2 separate regions of the Zea mays genome follow, and region 2 is linked to region 1. A link is a contact called in public Hi-C data. All regions are on one chromosome and are shown on one strand. Each heading gives the region's core, a stretch centred on a gene start, on an enhancer-like site or on the middle of the called end of the contact. The rest is flanking DNA. Distances are from core to core; before and after follow the strand shown. Region 1 holds the start of LOC100192640. Region 2 holds the start of LOC100286375 (40S ribosomal protein S10).

What was found. Hi-C and Micro-C count contacts between places; a contact is called where the count stands out from the background.
Region 2: a Hi-C map of tassel shows a contact between it and region 1, with 2.4 times the contacts expected there. The contact joins the promoter of LOC100286375 here to the promoter of LOC100192640 in region 1. A contact is called at or near these places in 2 of 25 Hi-C or Micro-C datasets (ear and tassel).

Annotation. Positions count from the first base shown.
Region 1 is chr3:147,822,502-147,826,680 of Zm-B73-REFERENCE-NAM-5.0, forward strand. LOC100192640 reads right to left here and starts at 1,828. Exons shown (of 1, transcript NM_001137854.1): 1 at 568-1,828. The coding sequence starts at 1,688. The coding sequence ends at 1,407.
Region 2 is chr3:148,501,554-148,505,412 of Zm-B73-REFERENCE-NAM-5.0, forward strand. LOC100286375 (40S ribosomal protein S10) reads left to right here and starts at 1,277. Exons shown (of 5, transcript NM_001159262.2): 1 at 1,277-1,361; 2 at 1,454-1,502; 3 at 1,676-1,958; 4 at 2,228-2,363; 5 at 2,915-3,159. The coding sequence starts at 1,359. The coding sequence ends at 2,983.

The DNA.
Region 1 (4,179 bases), core at 578-3,077:
GGTGCAGTGGCTGACGGCGACAGCTATGTGGAGCCAATCCTAGCTTCCTAGCTTGGCTCTGTTACCATGTTAGGCTTTGTTTGACTATTCTAGTATTGACTCCAATCCATATGTGTTGAGGTGGATTGAGGTGTAAATTAGTTTAAGTTACACCCCAATACACCTCAATACATATGTATATGAGTCAATACTAGAGCATCCAAATTAGATCTTAGAGAAGAGTAGAAAATAGTAAGTTTACTATTCCATAGGGTCTAAAAGGGCAAAAGTACATGTGGTAACTTTACAAGAACCCTATAACCCAGAGAAAATACACTAAGGTCAAGAGACTACACATTCCTATATATTACAGCCGGGAGCAAAGCTCGCCGGCTAGAGTATCCACTTCGCTATTTTTTTGGCACCAAAACGATGAACATCGAGTGGACATTATCCTGTATAGCCTCTCGACAACTCCGCACGTCGACATCACGATGCTTCCAGAGGTCGAGCGCGTTTGGATCAATAGCTGTGGGAGGGAGAGGCGGCGCTTGGATCTTTTTCCTTGCCGCGTGATCACGTTCCAATGGCCAAAGATGCTTCACATTTTTCTTTCCTATAACAGGAATGGACGACTCGGTCCTATATGTTACTATATTATTCTAGAACCTAGGCATCGCCTTCTCCACGTTGAGAAAAAGCAACCGCTGCGTTCGACAAAATGACATGGTACATGGTGAAGGAAGCGGCGACAATGACAGTGCCGCCGCTCATCCCACTGTGTCTCTCCTCGCTTCTTCGATAATAACTCGGTTATATTCTGCAGCCAGGGTTCGTGGCGCGCGCAGCTCGGCTCTCCAGCTTCAGGGCCACCGCTTCGTCGGCCTCTTTGGACTTGCCCACCGCCAACTGCGCTGAGTGTAGGCATCTGCTATTGGCAACATAACTCTCCCAATATTTCCAACTTCACTGTTTTCTAAGAATCTGCACATAACCTGATTAGAGATTCACGGATGCAAATCAGACCATTTTTCAGCACGGGCAAAGATGAGTGAAAGCGCCAGTAAACCAATTAATTTATCGAAACCATATAGAAGACACCGAGGCCAAAAATGACAACCATATAGAAACAAAGACGGGAAAACCTACATGGCCAGAGCACGGAGTAGAGCATTGACGACATGGAACACTCAGAACCACGACGCTCGAACGGGCAGCTCACCTACGAACGTTGCACACGATAAAAGCAACACACGTTCCAGACTACCGCGCTTTGGCCCGATCCGCAGCAGAAGAGCCCTACAAAGGACACAAAAAAAATGGCGAACAATCGGTGAGCAGATCGGAGCAGAGAAACTATACGTTGGCTAGCCCTATACACTGGGGGCTCGGCGATGGATTCCAGAGGGAACAGGAGCCCCTCGCAGCTAGGCCCTATAGAACCGAGAGAGGGGAAATGAAATCCGCTGTCGAAGGCCAGATATAGGTGGTTGGCGGTACCTACACGATGACCTGGAACAGCAGCAGCAGGACGACGGCGCTGTGCGAGTGCTCAACGGTGAGAAGACCGGTCGCAGATTTTTTGGAGAGGGAAGAGGAGGGGATTCCACATGGCCGCAGGGAGCAGATGGATGAGGGGCGAGACGTAGTCGTACTCGTGGAGCCAAATCCGACTGCAGGCACGACGAGTTTGGCGACCGCCGCAGCATGACGAGGATGGCGACCGCCGCAGCACGACGAGTTTGGCGACCGCCGCACAGCACCGCAGCCCGCAGGAGAGAACCTGCCCTTGCACGGGAGCACCGCGCGAGGATGGGCCTCGGACAAATACTGTTCCCCACAACCACAAGACTGAACTGCACAATGCGCCAGGACCCAGCGGCGAGTGCTCAACGGCCAAAAATCGCTTGGAACAGGAGCTCGGACTCGGACACGAACACGGACACTGCGTGGAACAGGAGCTCGGACACGGACTCTGGACGCTTCAATCCCGTGTGACTAGGTAATATATATTTATCGTGCAATCACTTCGGTTCAGTCTCTATGATACAACATCCGCAGTTCCGTCTCTCGTGTTCAACGGTAGTATCTCTACAACTTTACTCGATTTCTTTGTTACACCAAGATGTTAGGATACCAAAACGTCGTTGGGGGAGATGACTGAAGCTGAAGAGTAAAGCGCTAGACGTGAAAGATGGTGGAGTAAAGAAAAAGAAGAAGTACCAGCGTGAGGAGTCGTCTCAGACTGAATCTGATAAGAATGGAGATGAAGGGAATCCACATCCTAACTATGACCATCTCACACCAGCAGAGCGCCGCTATATGGAACAGAAGCATAAGATCGACATGCAAAAGATGGCCAAATTCGCCAATAAGTCACACAGGGACCGCATGCAGGACTTCAACCAGTACCTGGCTAAGCTCAGCGAGCACTACGACATCTCCAAAGTTGGTCCCGGCTAACATGCCCAACCTAGCTGTGTTACGCACAAACAATTGTATGTTGTGTGGGTCTATCTAGTTTTTTGTTAGCATTTTATGTATCGTTTTATAATTGTTGTAAAACGACTTGTTGCCACCAACATACAATATTTATTTTCAAAAGCTTGTTCTAAGTATTTTGATCCCGTGTTTAAGCCTTTTTTGTTGCCCGTTTTAGTTGCATTCATTTTATTCAAAATGCGATCCGCTTTTGATATTTTTAGGGAACTCATTTTCTTTCAATACATTGGTAGAGTTTAACAACAGATTATGCCCAAATTTTTCTAGGTCAACATGGCCTTCAATTTGGGAAGTGGGAAATAAGGGTGGGATAATTTGATTCCATGTTTGGACAATTGAATTGAAGATAGGGATAGATAAATAAAGACTACACCCATCCCATGCCCCCCTCCTTTTGCCTCAACCCATTTTTATTTCCCTATCCAATCTTGATGAGATCACTCCGGAAAAGATATGTATTTGAAGAGGTATTCTAAAAGAAATGTCTATTTCAAAAACAGTAGCGTCGATGTTCTCTATTGGAGCTTCTTCCTCTAGATACAGATTCGTGATAAACGAAATCCTCCTAACTCCCATGATATCCTTTACCAAACTGGCAAGGGGATCTTCTTCCTGATCAAATCATAAGGAGTTGGGTTGATCAGAGTTGAAAAGTTGTGGGCAAGTAAAAGTGGAATAATAAAGAGATGTGGAGGTATCGTGGTGATGAAGATTTCACCATGGCCATGCACTCCCAGTTGCTTGAGATCACTTGGCAATCGATCACCAGTAGCTTGGCATCTCTTCTTAAACACTAAATCTCAGTTCAAGCATAATTAAGAAAAAAATGTGAACCTATAGGATAGGCACCTTTTTTTAATAATGGCCACAATTTAAGTATGATCTGAATAAAGATGATCTAGAATGTGTACAAGAAGCAATCATAGAACTTTTAAGACCATAGATGGGTGTATTGTTAGGGTTGATAATGTGCTCCAAATTTTACACTATAAAATTTAATGATCGGATCGGATTAGGATCGGGTCCTATTTCTATTCATTTTTGAACTAAAATTTATTTAGTGCCCTACTATTTTGTGAAGAAGCATTTGGTTCACGATCCATTACCACCCCTATGTATTGTTGGTCACTCGTTTTAATTCTTGAAAGACATCAAAGCGAGACAACACAATTAAAAACAAGGACCTTCTCCCCTTCAATGTATCTTCAGGGTTTTACATAAATTGATGAGAAGGTTATTAAGGTTGAAATTTGGTTTAAGCCTTAATTTGGATCCACAAGTCCGTAACAACCGCTAATTTTGATCAAAAACATGAAAAACTTCTATGCAACGTAGTAGACGTGGCCAAAAAAAAATGACTCGACAATGGATTCAACTCAAACATATATAATATTTGTCTGGTCGACTAATACCTGTGTATCTAGATGTGAAGCCCTTGGAGGATTGAAATATAAACTTTGCTTTCTTCTATATTTCCTGGTAAAATAAAGTGAATTATATGACATAGGTCACCTATCTCTCTATATTATTATTACTATAACAGGAGGCGCGCTTTGTGCGCCCTCCTCTTCAGGAACCTCTTGCGACATACGCGCAACAGTGTTATGTTTGTCTATTCTCACAAACACAAGAAAGGAACACAACTGATATCATACATATTTGCATATACCAAAGTAGGACAACAACATATGTTCCATA
Region 2 (3,859 bases), core at 27-2,526, 680 kb after region 1:
AGTTGGTTCTCATCCATCCAGTCATCGATTGATGCAGACACAAACTGAGTTCAAAGTAGCACGCACTGTCTCCTATCCTATCTGAAAGCGACGCGGAGCGAGGTGACGGATGTGGAGGAGAAACTGAAGCTGCAAGTACTAGGCCGCGGCCCATGACTAGCTCCAGAAAGTAAAGCTTTTCTTTGCGTCGATCGATCACGTACACGCCTCGCTGGCTGTTTCAGTTAAACGCCGTCACTGTCGACTACTTGTTGTGTGGTCTGCATACTTTGCATCTCTTTGCTCCTTGACCAGGAGCAAAAGTTGATCTTTTTTTTTCTTTTTTCAGTCTTCACATCGATCACAACATTGCCAATCATCCTGTCATCATCATACATGTGTTGATGTGTAGGCCCCATGTACGATGCGACTAGACTAGCCATGCATCTCGAGTATATAAGCAGCAGTAAGAGCAACTTCAAAAGGAAATGATATTTTTTTTTTAAAAAAAACTGATCACAAGGGACATACTAAAATAAAGTTTTAGGGATGGAAGAAACTGTTACTTCAGCAATCCGCAAAATATTAAACAACTGACGCGGATGAGTCCGATGATAAAAAGAAATATTGTGGTTCTATCCAAAGACATTGAGTCCTTATACGAGACAGAATAGTGGGGTATCATGAAAAGAAATTATTATAAGAGAATTCTACAAATGAACATTGCTATTTCAGACGAATATATATATATATATATATATATATATATATATATATATATTACATATGTTTCTGTATTTTTTAAAGTTAGTGTATGTCCGGCTACCTAATGTAGCTGTCTTGTCTCCCTCCATCCAGCTACCTCCATTCATTCGGCCCCTGCACTCGTCGTAGGCTCGTAGCTAGCGTCACAGGACGGGTGTCGATGGCGTCCACACGAGGGACGAGCAAATATGAGGGAAATGAGGCTGTAAATAAGGGACGTGAAGTTTTCGGGATAAAAAAAGATCTGTTAGACTAATTAAAAAGCGAATATTTCTCTAATATTAATTTTGGGGTTAGTTTAGGGTTTTTTTAAAGTCGCTCTAAGTACTAATCTATCTCCTACCCTAGCGACATCTGAATCTGAATTCCGATGAGAATGTCCTCCCGCATTTCACAGGCCCAATGCCTAGCCCAGCTTACTTCCTACTACGTCTTATGGAAATGGGCCGACTTCAACCTGTAACGAAGAGAGGGACCCGTGCGGCCCAGGTCCGCCTCTCCCTATATACCAACTCGCCACAAATGTAGGGTTTTCTGTCCGCGCCACCGCTCCTCGACCCCCGCCCAACACTCCCAGCCGTCACGCCGTCGCCGCCGCGAGTCCTTCATTCACCATGGTGAGCGCCTCTCATCGATTCCATTACCTCGTCTGTTGGTTCATTACCAATGCTTCTTCTAACGTGATTTCCATCCCTTCCTCCGTTCGCAGATCATCTCCAAGAAGAACCGCCGCGAGATCTGCAAGTACATCTTCCATGGTGAGCTCCTTCTCCTCCCTCTTCGCCCGTCCCCCTAGGCGCGCCCAATATAAGATTATTTCATTAGATTTAGATACCAATTCAGACATTACAAGCATTAGCAATATTCGGATCGTGTACGACCCAAGCCCGTCCTTGTCTTAGATTGAGAACCGTTCAACTTTATGTTGCAGAGGGGGTTCTATATGCCAAGAAGGACTACAACCTGGCCAAGCACCCCAAGCTTGACGTGCCCAACCTGGAGGTGATTAAGCTCATGCAGAGCTTCAAGTCCAAGGAGTATGTCAGGGAGACCTTCTCCTGGCAGTACTACTACTGGTACCTCACCAACGATGGCATTGAGCACCTCCGCAGCTTCCTCAACCTGCCGTCAGAGGTTGTGCCCAACACCCTCAAGAAGTCCTCCAAGCCCCCGTCCCGTCCCTTTGGCTCTGGCCCACCGGGTGACCGCCCCAGGTACATTTGTCACACTAGAGTTGTTTGCAGTTCTGTATTCTGACACCAGATTTTCACATGATGATAATTGAACTCGTCATTGCTGCCTGCTATTTTGACAGTCATTGTGAATTGTTCCAGAGCCTACAAATTTTGTTTCGTATGCATCTAATTTTGAAATTGCCATAAGGCTTCTACATTTACTTTTGTACATTATATCATATTCCTGGATTGCTAGTAGAGTTTCACCATGAAGCCATGGTTACTTACCTATTATGTTTATTTGACAGGGGTCCCCCTCGCTTTGGGGAAGACAGACCTAGGTTTGGGGATAGGGATGGTTACAGAGGAGGTCCACGAGGTGCAATGGGTGATTTTGGTGGTGAGAAGGGTAGTGCTCCTGCGGATTTCCAGCCATCTTTTAGGGTAAGTTCTAGAAAACTGCGCGCATCTCACATATTTTTTTGTTTACATTGGTTTCTTAACTCACAAATGTCCAGTTCGTTTCAAGAAAACAAGCTTATTTTTTGCACAACTTGTCCAGCTTTGTTACTCCCGCTCTCTTCCAAATTATTAGATGTTTTTTTTCTAGATTCGTGGTTTTTGCTACGCACTTGGATATACAGTATGTCTAGTTACATAATAAAAGGGATGCATTTAGAAATGTCAAAGTGTCTTATAATTTGAACCGAGGGAGTACTTAAGTTTGTGTGTAGTAATCCGCTTGAGCCCCTTTGGTATATCCATGCATGTTCATGTCTTTGTGCTGGTAAACTCCAAACTGCCTTTATAAGTTATGGTAGTGTGGTTTGCTGTTGGTAAGCAGGTGGGATATTCTTTTTGACCTCTATGTGGCAAGTCATTGTAAATACAGCATTTTCTTAAACATTTCTGGACTGCTAACAGTGCTCTTGCTGCTAATGCAAGCAAATATAGCTTGTGAACTGACTCCAATGTTTTCTCTTCTTTTTTTTCAGGGTAGCAGACCTGGCTTCGGCCGTGGTGGCGGCAGCGCTTTTGGTGCCAGTGGATCTTCCATGGAGTGATCTATCAACTTAAGCGGGAAAATTGATTCAGGATAGGCACATGTTTGTTGATCTTTGAACTTTTGAGGACAATGAGATTTTGGTTTACCGAGCTGTTGCCGTGGCTTGACATGGTTTTGTGATCCTCCTTTTTTTGTTACATTAAATTATTAAAGCAGCAAGTCATCATTCGCATCGATGGTGCTATTGCCCCCTGTTTTGATATCTGATCTCGCTGGGAATGACCTTGCTCTCTGTATTGTTGTGCTCAGAGTTTTGATATCGCTGGACAAGGCATTGCACTCCCTATCGCTTGAAATCGTCTCTGTTGGTGCTGGTGTATAAAACTTTGACGTGTGCCGTTTATAATATATATGTAACTGCAAAACCAAGTTTCTATACAAGTCAAAACAGTATACAATTTGGATCAGAAGGTGGTGCAATGTATAACCCTTCTAAATTTAAGGATGTTTTGTGTCTGATATACTTGTTCGCTGGTGCTTCTACAGTGGATTACAGCAGTTGTGACTTGTTTGACTTTTTTTAGTTTAAGTTTGATCGACTTTTTTAGTTTAAGTTTGATCGGCTCGTCTTATTCAAAACATATCTTATTCAAAAAAATCATAGTTATTTTAATCTTTAGTATGATATTGTTTAGCATATAATATATTTTTAGTTTAGTTTTGACTTTTCATTTTTCTAAAAATAATAATAAAATGAATTGGTCAAACTTGGTTTAAATAAAAAAGTCGAAGGGATTATAAAATGAGATGGGTGGAGTATTTAACTACCTATGTAGATGTGGAAAGCGTATTGCTGTACATCTAAATATATAGTGGATTTTTTATATAAAAAAACTAAATATCTATAATTTAAAATGTATTTCTTTTTTTTTAA